2 separate regions of the Gossypium hirsutum genome follow, and region 2 is linked to region 1. Evidence: chromatin contacts called from public Hi-C data. All regions are on one chromosome and are shown on one strand. Each heading gives the region's core, a stretch centred on a gene start, on an enhancer-like site or on the middle of the called end of the contact. The rest is flanking DNA. Distances are from core to core; before and after follow the strand shown. Region 1 holds the start of LOC107913225 (SUMO-conjugating enzyme SCE1). Region 2 has its middle 12 kb from the start of LOC107913218.

What was found. A called contact is a pair of places that touch in the nucleus more often than the background predicts.
Region 2: a Hi-C map of leaf shows a contact between it and region 1, with 2.5 times the contacts expected there. The contact joins the enhancer-like site here to the promoter of LOC107913225 in region 1. A contact is called at or near these places in 2 of 34 Hi-C or Micro-C datasets (both in leaf).

Annotation. Positions count from the first base shown.
Region 1 is chrD11:26,201,917-26,207,987 of Gossypium_hirsutum_v2.1, reverse strand. It overlaps LOC107913225 (SUMO-conjugating enzyme SCE1), which reads left to right and starts at 3,845. Exons shown (of 5, transcript XM_016841746.2): 1 at 3,845-4,278; 2 at 4,379-4,462. The coding sequence starts at 4,210.
Region 2 is chrD11:26,347,458-26,353,454 of Gossypium_hirsutum_v2.1, reverse strand. No RefSeq gene overlaps it. Among protein-coding and RNA genes, the nearest start is that of LOC107913218, 12 kb to the right of the region's middle. Within about 2 kb of position 1,259, at least 3 of the 9 cell types and tissues checked have an H3K27ac peak or open chromatin away from gene starts, as enhancers often do. A contact at or near this core is called in leaf, where this site is marked.

The DNA.
Region 1 (6,071 bases), core at 2,596-5,095:
AGTTGGTTATATACATATAATATGTGTTTATGTTTGAGGTCATATTATGGCATATTTTAAGTTAATGCTAAAATGAACATGATTTAGGTAAAAATAGATTAAATTTGGCATGTTTACAAGTTGAATTTGAATGACCTTCTATTGATATATTTTATTGATATAATTGTGGTACCTATGAGGGTACATTGGTTAGTCACCTAGGATAATTGTTATGACATGTTTTGGATGCATTTGATTGGTTTTGACTTGAATATTATATGATATGAAATATTTTGAAATTATGTCTGTTTGATCGATAATGCTTCGAAACCCTATTTCAATGACGGATGTGTGTTAGGGGTGTTACAATTGTATTTGAAAAGGAAAAGGCCATGGTTGAAAGACACCATGGCATTACATTTGGTTCTTCCGAATTCTTGAAAAGGTTGAAAAGGAAGTTACCCGAAAGGGATAACACATGGAAAGGTTGAAAAGGAAATTACCCGAAAAGGATAACACATGAAAAGGTTGAAAAAGATATATCTGAAAATGATATTAAATGAAAGAAGATGTCTGGTTATGTTTTGATGATATTAATTTTGAGACCTTATGCATGATATGGCACATATAATGAGTTTTGTACTTTCAATATGTATTTATTTGCTAATTGTGAAATGGTGTATATAGAAAGAGTTATGCATATAGGAATTTAACAATGCTTGAATGGTTAATCATGAAATTTTTATTTGGTAAGTTTTAGTTCTTTTATACGAGCTTACTAAGCATCGTTCACTTACGTGATATTTTGTTGCTCTGTCTTGTAAATTTGGAAAACTTGTTCGGTTGAATTTCTATCGGGACTCTATCACACTATTCGTCATTCACTTTGGTAGTTTTTCGATATTTCATCTTTTGGTTATAAATGGCATGTATAGGAATTTGATGTAATAGGTATTTTGGTTTAGTAAGAACTTATGGTAGGTTTTGGCCTTGTTTGAACTTAGTTGTATATAAGACTTTAGTTTGGTTGGTACATGTTTTGTTTTGGCTTGTAAATGTATATGTATGTTATGTCTTTGGGTCACTTTTAAATGCATTATAGAATTGTGACTTATTCATATATGTTTGGAGCGGTTTCATAATATATGTATATGATAATGATGTTTAGGTGATAATGTAGCTTTGAATGTATGGAATTGTTATGATTGAGGGGCCTTTGATTAGCATATTGGTTAGAATTTATAGGTTGCTTGATTTTGTATATATTGAATGAGTTTAAAGAGTGTTTTGATCATAGAAATGTATGTGCAAATAGTGTACCTTGTTAGGCAAGAATGAGAGTTGTAATGGCTTGTTTTAGGGGCTAATTTCGGACACACGACCTAAGACATGGGTTGTGACACGGTCGTGTTTCTATATTATTTTTAAGTGCAAGTTTCACACGGTTTGAGACATAGTCGTGTGACCTAACTTCGAATATACACATGGTTGAGCACACGGTTTGCGACACGACCATGTGACCATATTTCGAATAACCACATGGGTGGATACACAGGTTGGGACACGGTCGTGTGTCCAGACTTCGAATGTCCACACTGTTTGGACTATGTCACACGACCGTGTGACCCATGTTTCCAAAATTTTCATGTTTTTTCAAAATTTTTTGATTTATTTCAAATTGATCCCTGGTTGTTTGCAAATTATTTTTAGGGCCCCGAAGGCTCGATTTAAGGCCCAAATGTGTATGTTACTATGATTAAAATGAGATGTTGGAATTTATACATAAATTGAATTATTACTTTTGTTTTGAAGTTAAAGGTTTTGTTTTGTATCGTAATGCTCCATAACCATAATTCGATGATTGAGACAGATTCGAGGTGTTACAGTTTCATGTTGTTGAAAAACTTGATCCTTATACTTTAAGAAAGTTTGAAGCTATTGGGAAGTTGTACTACGAAAAGGTTTATGAGATAAGTATTCAAAATAAGCTATTTGTTAAAATTAGCTATTAAATTGAAGATAAAATCTTATCAGATTTTGACTAGAATGACTCTCGAAGAAGTATAAATAAGTAGGTTAGTCGCACATTGTGATATAGTTTTTAGAGTGTCTTTTTCTATTGCTTCATTGTGTATTTTTTGGCTATTTTTTTTGAAGTATTACTCAGAGAGTTTTCAAGATTTTGCAGTTGAGGATAATCTAGAAGAGTGAAAATAACAATTAAGTTCATATTGAACTGCAATTATCCATTTTTATAAGGGTAAATTGGTTTTAAGCAAATAGGTAATTAAATTTAATTAGTAAATATAATCATTCTCTGAGCAAGGCTTTATAAAGTAGAATTGATGAATCCGAACTATCTTAATTGATATTGTGGGTTGATCTTAATTCTCTTAGACTTTGCTTATTACTTCACTTTGTCATAAGCCGTTTTGTTATAACAATAATTTAAATATTAAATTAGAGCAACTACAAATTAAAAGCTTTTTCAAATATTTTTTTTATGGATGTAATTGGCACTTGAACTTGAAATTCATTACACATGTACTTCTGTTGTAATGTTGTTACAATGCGGATGTGTGGCATTGACAATTAATAATAGACATGTGATAGCTTAACATTATGATACGTGACAAGCATTAATAAAAAATAAAAAATATAAAAATATATTATTTCACTTCTAGAATAAATTTAGACAAATTGATATCTAGATTTAGATCAACATAAGTATCATATTGTTTAAATTTGGATGAGTTTTCTTAGTAAATTTATATATTTTTATTCTTTTTTAAAAATGATTATACCAACTACTAATAGGCCAATAGTTAACAAAACCTCGAGGTTTATAATAATTATACCAACTACTAAAAAGATAATGATATAATAATATATAAAGAGTGACAACTAAAAATGTTCTCTCAATAAAATATTTTCAACAAAAAAGAAAAAGAAAAAGGCCGAGAACATGATGAAACCAGAAATTTTTCAAGCAAACCCCATAATTATTGAAACAAAAACAAAGAAAAAAGCGTGTAAACAACAAATAAATGATCTATTTAATGCATAAAAAAGAGCGAGAGATCCGCGAAAAATTTATGTGAAATTTTATACTTTATTGAATATAGAATAAACTTTTTTGAAGATACAAAATTATCTAGAAAAGTGTAAAGAAATTCTAAAATTTTCTAAAAATACATGAGATTTTTCAAAATAATTCTAAAAATGTCACAAAAAATTTAACAAATTCTAAAGAATACTTGAACTTTTTTTCTAAAAATATCACATTTTTAAAATTTAAAAAAATATATTAAAAAAGAACACATTTACAATGAATTTAGACAAACAATATCCAAATTCATTTGAATTTAGACATTTATTTGGACATACAAATATTTTTTTATATTTTTAAAGATATCATAAAATGAAATTACACCATTATATTCTAAGTAGATTAGAGCATAGTTATAAATTGAAATTCAAATACCAACATCAACCAATTAAATGAGAGTTAAATATATATAATCCTAAAAAAAGGGTATTTGCGTTCAACAAGTCAAGATTAAAACATTTTTAATAATTAAATGAGGTTGTTGATAATCACAACACTCAATTAAGTGGTTGGCAATTGAAATTTGAAACAACCTCGGGCTTTAATGGATCCAATAATGGGCTCAAGCTCTAAGCATGGCCCAATAAAAGAAGGCACGTGACTGGTGAGGAGTATAGTGGCGTGGATTTCACGCCGGAATATAATTCAACAGCTAATTCATTGACTTTTTTGTATTTAATCTTTTTAAAGCCAAAGATTAATTAATCCAACCTAAATCTACATATATCTAAAAGGAACGAAGGTACCCCTTGGGATTGGGACCCACCCCCACCAGATCAAATCTTTACCGTATGTTTCTCTCTCGGTCAACTCGGCGCAACGACTCCTCTCTTCATCAAGGGCACAACCGGAAGACCAAAATAATTAATATTTTATTATTTTATTTTTATTTTAGACGACCAAGAGAAATTGAAAATGGAAAAGTCGATTCCATCAACGCCCCTTTTCTTTTTTTTTTTTTTTTTTGTTTTTAATATAATTTTATTTATTATTAAAATTAAACAAACAAAAAAACAATTATTTAAGAAAGGAGAAGAGAGAACATTTGGGTGAGGGTTTTAGAGAGAGAAAGAGAAGGCCGGAGTGAAAGACAAGACACAGAGAGAGAGACAGAGAGAGAGATGTCGGGAGGAATAGCGCGTGGTCGACTCGCCGAGGAACGTAAGGCATGGAGGAAGAACCATCCCCATGTCCGTGGAGTTTGTTTCCCTGTTCTTGTTTATTTTTTTCTGGGTTTCATGTTTTAAATTTTTTATTATTTGTTTGATTTTTTTGTTGTTGAAATTTTAGGGTTTTGTTGCGAAACCAGAGACGTTGCCTGATGGAACGGTCAATTTGATGGTGTGGCATTGCACGATCCCTGGTAAAGCAGGAGTAAGTCGAAGAACTTCTATTTAATTTCTGTATTTTTCTTTTTCATTATCGTCGGTAAAGTTTAATGGATTCTGCTTGTTGAGTTTGGTTCGTCAATTATTTTCTCTTATTTCTTTGGACGTGGATGCTGTTGTGCTGTTTATAGATTTTAAGATTTTAGGGTTCGTATCTTCATTTTGATCTTAGAGAGGTTTTTTTCCTTTAAAGAGAGAGGGCGCTGCTGATTGATGTAAATGAACCCAAGTTTTATGTGATTTTATTGGGTTAAAACATGGACTAGCAAAGATATTGATAATTCCGGATTAAATTGAGTCCTGTGTTTTCCATATAGGATAATAGGAATATTTCTTTCTATTATGGTGCATATGGTATATGCGTGGTTTGTATGACTAGCTCGCATTCAGAATGCCGAGCCTAAACAAGTTTTTCATATATTTGTGGGTTACATAATATGTTATTTTCTTTTTTGTTTTTTCCCGAGGATTTTAGGAAAATGGTGATTGATGGTAAACATGGATGGATATTGAAGTCTGTGTGCTGACAATTTAATATTGTTTTTCTTTTTCTTTTGGGTACATAGAAAGGGGAAGGAATAATGGATTTTAGGCTTTTAGAAAGTAAGTTTTCGTTATATTTAAACAATCGTCTATTGATGGTCAGTATGTTACTGTATGTAGATTTTCTATACTAGTCAGCTTTACATGATTTTATCAATCATGTTGTGAACAAGGACTTGTGGACTCGAAGCCTGGCAATATATTAGTTGTTGTTTCTCAGATTCTCACAACTTGGTACTGTTATCCTCATTTTAATGGGTTATAGAATGGTTATGTGGCATTCGTGGCCCCTAGACAAGAGTTCTGTTATCATTAGGTGCTTTAAACTAATTGCTATCAGTTTTAATTCCTCTGCACTTCCCTCTTGTCTGAAGCTGTTATGAGTATCTCAGCTGTTCTTACATTTCTCCTTCCTTTCTGTTTCAGGAGTTCTAATGGTTGCTGAAGCTCTAGCTTTCTCTTTCTCTTTTCTTTGCTTTAGTACACAGGCACACAGAGGCATGTTTTAACATGAATTGCATATCATGACAGTCCATTTTGTCTATCATTTTTGGCTGTTTTTATTTGGTGGTTCACCAACATAGATCGAAGTTCTTGTCCTTTGTTAGTTATTCAGTAATTAACCTGGTGTGGGGTGTTGGTTAGAATTAGGTTGCATTCATCATTGTTATTCTGTGTTAATGTAGATTCATTTGCGTTATTGACCATTATTATATTTTCCTAAAATTCATCTGGTGGTGATAAAAATATGTATTTTTATTGTCTCTTAACCTTGGAAAGCGGATCACCATTTAAAGCATGGTTATTTCTAGATATTACCAGGAGAAAGATTTTGGGATTTAGTAGCTCACTGCTTGCTTCGTAAGGCATCAACAATTTCAACAAGTAGCATGGCACTTCAAACAGCCTTTTCTAGAATTTTAAGTCTTGAGGTTTTTGACTATTTATATGTTGCAGACAGATTGAGCGCTAACAAGTTTGTGCTGCAAGTTTTAGATTTTCTTTGCAGCATTGGTGGTTGTTATTTAACTTGAAGAGTGACAGCTTTGTGG
Region 2 (5,997 bases), core at 10-2,509, 150 kb before region 1:
CTATAATAGACATCACTATAATGCCATCAAGGACAACTGTTAGTAGGGGCGAAGTCAAAAATAATTTTAGGGGATCAGAATTAAATTATATATTTTTACAATAGTAAAAAATGTAATTTCACCATTTTAATAGTATATATCTTTATAATTTTAAAAGGATTAAATTAAATTTTTACCATTTTTGGAGGGGTCTAAGTACAATTTTACCATTATCAATTTAAAATTTTATAAATCATAAAGGGGCTTAAATGAAAATTTTTTTATTTTAGGGGAGACTGGACCCCCTACCAGCCCCCTTGGCTCCGCCCCTGATGTTAGATCCAATTTCATTAATTTTTTCCAACTTGCCAAGCACGCCAACTTTATATCGCAATGCATTTAGATCATACTCTAATCTAAGTCTAAATTGAACTCTACTAAAGAAGCACTCATGTAACGAGGAACACACTCCAAACCCTTATTCTTATATAAATATCAAGAGAAATGGTGAGAAAAACGGAAAAAAAGAAATCAACCATAGCCATCACTACACTCCTAAACCTCCATTTTAATAGCTTTCAACTATGTAAATCACCACCAAAGTCTATCCCCAAATTTGTGTAACTTAATTGTTTTATAGCAAATATAGTATAAGGAGATGTATTAGTGGTTTATTATTATGTGTTGTTTTTTTTATTATGAAAAAATGGTGACCTCGTCTTTGGTTCTAAGTTAGAAGAAGCAATCAAGGTATTTTATTCGATTTGCATTTGAAACATCCACCTAACTTTAACTGAAAGTTCTTGAATTCTTCCTTTTTTCACTCTAATTCCAACTTTTGTTTCTAAAAGTCCAAACTATCCTACTCTCTTTCTTTCGACATTTCAAACCAAAACTACACATTTTAAATCTTTGCTGATCCATTTGCAATAGGATATTATATACACATCAATCAAATCCAGATTCATGGCCACTCTTTATGTTTACGAATTTTGATTAACTCTTCTGTTTTTGGTGAATTACAATAAGATCGAGCTTGATTAATATGACTCAAATTCAAATCACATCTAAAATAATGAATACGTTTAACCATCAAACTATCCTATGGAGTTTAAATTTATATTTATAAGGGAAACAAAATCAAATTTTGATACTAAAATATATTAGAATTAAGAAATGTGTGGATGAGAAAGTCAAGAAATTGGGCAGGTGAAAGGAGCACGCCTTCTCTTTGGCTTTGGTCGATGCTGCCTTTCCGTCTTTGACTTTTGGCAGTCGGCTCTGCTTCATGGAAGCCGCACTCCTGTTCTTTGTCTATATATCCCCACGTGCCTCTGTTCAACCTCAATTATATTTTCTTCAATCACGGACACAAACTTCCCATATCTAATCATAATTTTATTTCCCATTTCTATTTAAAATTATATTATTATTACAATAATTTTAAAAAATAAGTGAATATGCGTAATTCAAGGATTGGAGATTATAGATAATAGACAATTTATAGATTAGAGAGGATTTATAGGTAGACTGATTATGGACTAGGTTGTCCGATTTGAAAAATTAGAAGGTTTAGATAAATTTAAAATTAGGTTTAAACAAAAAATAATATCCATTTTCTAAATGGGTCAGGCCTTGGATAAAATTTTTTTTAGTTCGGGCCTAAATAAAATAACTATTTTTAATAAAAAATTTCTATCATTTTTGGTGCTATTTTTGCTTTTATTTTTTTTGTTTTTTTGTTGTTTGGGTGTTGTTTTTTTGTGCGTTTTTACTATTGTTACGTTGTTGTTTTTAATTTCATTTCGGTGTCATTTTTAATATCATTTGAATATTGTAGGACTTATGTTGTATTGGTAATCTTGCTACTATTTCTATTACAACTATCTTAGTATAAGTATTTTTTTATGTATTTTCAATTTGTTTGTTGTTTTAATATTTGTTTTAAATTTTTTAAGTGTTTTTGATATATTATATATTTTTTAAAATTTGTTGTATATAATAAAATAATTTAAAAAAATTAATACGGGCTAAGGTTTGGCTTCTATAATTCGGGTCGGGCCTAGACAAAGTTTTAAGTCTATTTTTTGGGTCGGACCGAGTCTAGGCCTAAAAATAACCTTAAAATTTGGTTGAGACCTGACTCGGCCCAAAATCAATTCTAGCTATGAATAGTTTTAAACATTGCATCAAAAATAACAGATATGAATTAGCTCTAGCTATGAGTAGTTCTAAACATTACATCTTATAATTTAATATGATCAGAACCTATAATATAAATAATTTTTTTATATATTTTTGTTTCTTTCGTATTAAGTAAAACTTTTTTATAAAAGATAAAATCAAATGTAAATATTTTTTGATGTTGAATCCAACATACCAAGCAGAATGGAATAAATTGGTAGGAAGCTATACAGATGGTGAAATTGATGTGATTGAATGAACGTAAGGATCAAATCTATTTATTAAAAAATTGATGAGATAATAATTTGACCTGACCGTTAATGATAATTTCTTGAAGTGAAATTTGTTAAATAAATGTTGTACTCATCCTAACCAATTGAATATAAAAGAATGATTTGTTTTTATTATTTAAACCCCACTAGTCTATGTTACTAAAAATGATCAATTGAGCAGTGTTAGTGTATCTCTTCAAAAAATCATCCTAAAAATGATTTGTAATTTTGTCTTTTTTTATTCAAAAAATTGATATATCAGTATGATGTACAAATGATACATTTTGTGTCATTGTCTAGTTATTCCGTCAATCATACTAATTTTTAACTAAAAGAATCGATTTAATTTTTTATTTAACATATAGAAATTAATTTATCTCTTTTTTAAATAGAAGAGATAAAATAAAATTTAACTCTTAAAATAGAGACCTTGATAATATTTTTTCTATTTCTGTATTATGTTTATCATCATTTATCTTTTTCTAGTCAAATTCAAGTGTAAACTAGCTTGGTCGACCTATTGGTGCATGTGAAGTGCTTACAAGTGCAACTACTACTTTTATTTCTTAGGGTGGGTTTGGATGGACGATTAAGTGCGATGCGGTGCGTTTAGTTTACTTTTTGTCTCACGCTACAGTATCGCTATAGTGTCTAATTTCACCGCCACCGCTGTTTTTATACTAACCGCGGGTAAACGCATCGCCCATCCAAAATCACCTTTAGTTGACTTTGAAATTAGATTTATATTTATATTTATATTAAATTAAACCCCCCGACCACCGTCCCCCGTGTTTATTGGCAAGGAAAGAAGCATGCGGCAAGAAAAACACATGATATGATGCTGAACGTTCTAGTGAGTTTGATTCATTCCGTGTGGCAATCTTCTTATGGTAGTCTCAGCCCATCAAGCAGTCTAGCACTTTCTGCAATTACATGATTAGCCAGTCAATTGCAGTATACCATAAAGATATGAACAAACCAAAAAAAAAGAACTGAACAAAATTAAAATTATCCAAAATTATTATTTAAAATTAAAATATATACAAAATGTATATATTAAAATTAAATTATCCAAAATGTGAGAGATGGAGGCGGAGGGGGTTTGGGTTTTTTAAAATAAAAATAAAAATAAAAATAATTATTTTTATTTAATATTAATATAAAATTCAAAATTATTGTTTTTTAAAAATTATTTGTGTGTTTTTTATATTTTAAAATTTTATATATTATTTTTTTCAACAATATTTTTTATTTTTATATTTTCTAAAATTTATCATTGTTGTTTTGAAAATATTTATGTATTTTTATATATTTCTTTAAATTTTTTAGAATTAGGATCAAATTAAGATCATTTGTAAATTTCTTAAGGTTAACTTTTAAAACAATTGACTAAATCAATATAATATGTAAAAATTAAGGGATAAATTTATTACATTAAAGTTTCAACTGCCATGTCACCTCCCGTTAATGCAATTAATGGAAATGGATAAAAATAATAATCTCAATTAATTAGGTGATCAATTTTAAAAAAAATCATAATTAAGTGACTAAAAAAGAAAATGACCCAGAGTTGAGTGATGTCCAGTAAATTTACCCTACATTCTTAGCATTTAGAGTGTGCTTAGTGTTCACTTTATATATAGACTAGAATATCCTGAGAAATTATATCAAAGTTTTCTCTATATTAATTTGTAATAATTTAAATTTAAAATTTATATAAAAAATTTAAAATTGAATAATTGTAATAAAATACTCAAAATTTGAGATAATTTATATAACATGAGAAAATAATTGAAGTTGTGGATTAAGTTTGATCACACTTGACATTCTTCCACTAAAAGGAACTAAAGTTATAAGTTGATACGAGTCAAGGAGGTGACACTCAAGGGGTTGTTTTTCCTAGTGGTCCAATCACTCGAAGCAATGCACGACAATTAAAATCAAAGATAAATGCTTTTGTCCAAGACTTTGTTGCTACAAATTTAAATCATCATGTTCGTGACGTTGACAAATACGGGAATGCAATTTACTGGACCAATCTTGAAATAGTGAAAGCCCATGAATTGGTGGATTAATCTTTTATGTATCTTATTATTATTATTTACTTAATTCTCATTGGTTAGGACACATCACTTATGAGTTAAGTAATTTTATTGGTTAGGTTATTATTTATTTATTTTCTTAGATAATTTTAAAGAGTTTTATTAGGATTCAATTACTCTTGAAAGAGTTTTATTAGGATTCAATTACTCTCGTAATTTGCCTATAAATAGGCTTGCTTTCTACACATTGGGGGAATAAAAAGAGTATTTGTTTTCTTCCAAATTTGTGTGAGGCAAATTTTGAGAGTAGAGTGATTCTTCTCTCGCTATTTAGTTTGGAGTTTGTTACTTTCGAGGGTATTTCGGAGTTACAAATATTCAAATTTCTTTCCCGTTCATCAGTGTTTCTAGAGGTTCTTCTTCTAGGGTTTCGTAGGAGCCGCTCAATTATTGACGTTTTGGTTACAAGTTAACCAAGGTTCATAGGGCAAATCTATGCTTTTATTATTATTATTATTTTTTTATTTATTCTCGTTTATTTCTAATTGTGTTTCTCTGTGTCTAATTCGGATTTCCGCATCAGTTGGTATCATTCAGGCCATTCGGTTTATTTTTAAGCTAAATCATATCGAAACGAGTCAAAATACAAAAACTTCTCATGGTTTCGTCGATTTTTTTTCTTTTTTTCTTAAAAAACAAAAATCGCAAAAAAAAAGAAAAAGGCAAAAAAACCGCAAAAAAAGTTGTACCTTTCATAGTAGGTTTCTTTTTTCCTATAGTTATTATTGCATCTTTTATTATTATTAATTTAATTTATTTTTCGTTTTTTCTTTTTCTTTTCTTTCATCGACAGTCAACGGTTATAACTTCAAAGCTCTCCAATTTATTTTTGATTTTTCCAAAAATCTTCAAGATCACCAAATTAAACGCTTCTTCTTGATTTAATTTCTTTTTTTTTTTTTTTTACAATTGGGTAGAGTTTTCTTAAGTGTTCTTCTTATTAAAGCTTTTCTTTGACTCTAGAGTTAGGGATCGTTGCAGGTCTACGTTTTTTGTTTCTCTTACGCTTTCTAACACTTTGTTTCTTCTTGTGTTAGCAGATATTAAAGGCACGCACAATTCCTTCATCCGTGTAGCCTCCATTACAAATTGCCTCGTCAAGTTTATTGGCCTCTTAGAGCAATTAGGGTCTTCATTGTTTCTTTGAAGTTTGCACCTCCGTTATTTGATCTTGATTAGTAACCCTCTCCAAACATATTTACAAGTTTTGAATCATTCAGAGAGTTATTCTTTTGAGAGCTAACAAGTGAGGTTATTATTATTCTTTCTTTCTTGTTCCTGTTTGTTTGATCTTTCACAAATACCATGCCGCTCACTAGATCCCAAACTAGTAAAAATGAAGAGGATAAGCAAAAAAGAGAGAACGATCATTTGGTCGAGTTGTTACAAAAAGAGATGAAAAAGTTGCAAACTCAATTCGAACATCGCATGACCCAGATGTTACAAGAGCAAAGGGAGTA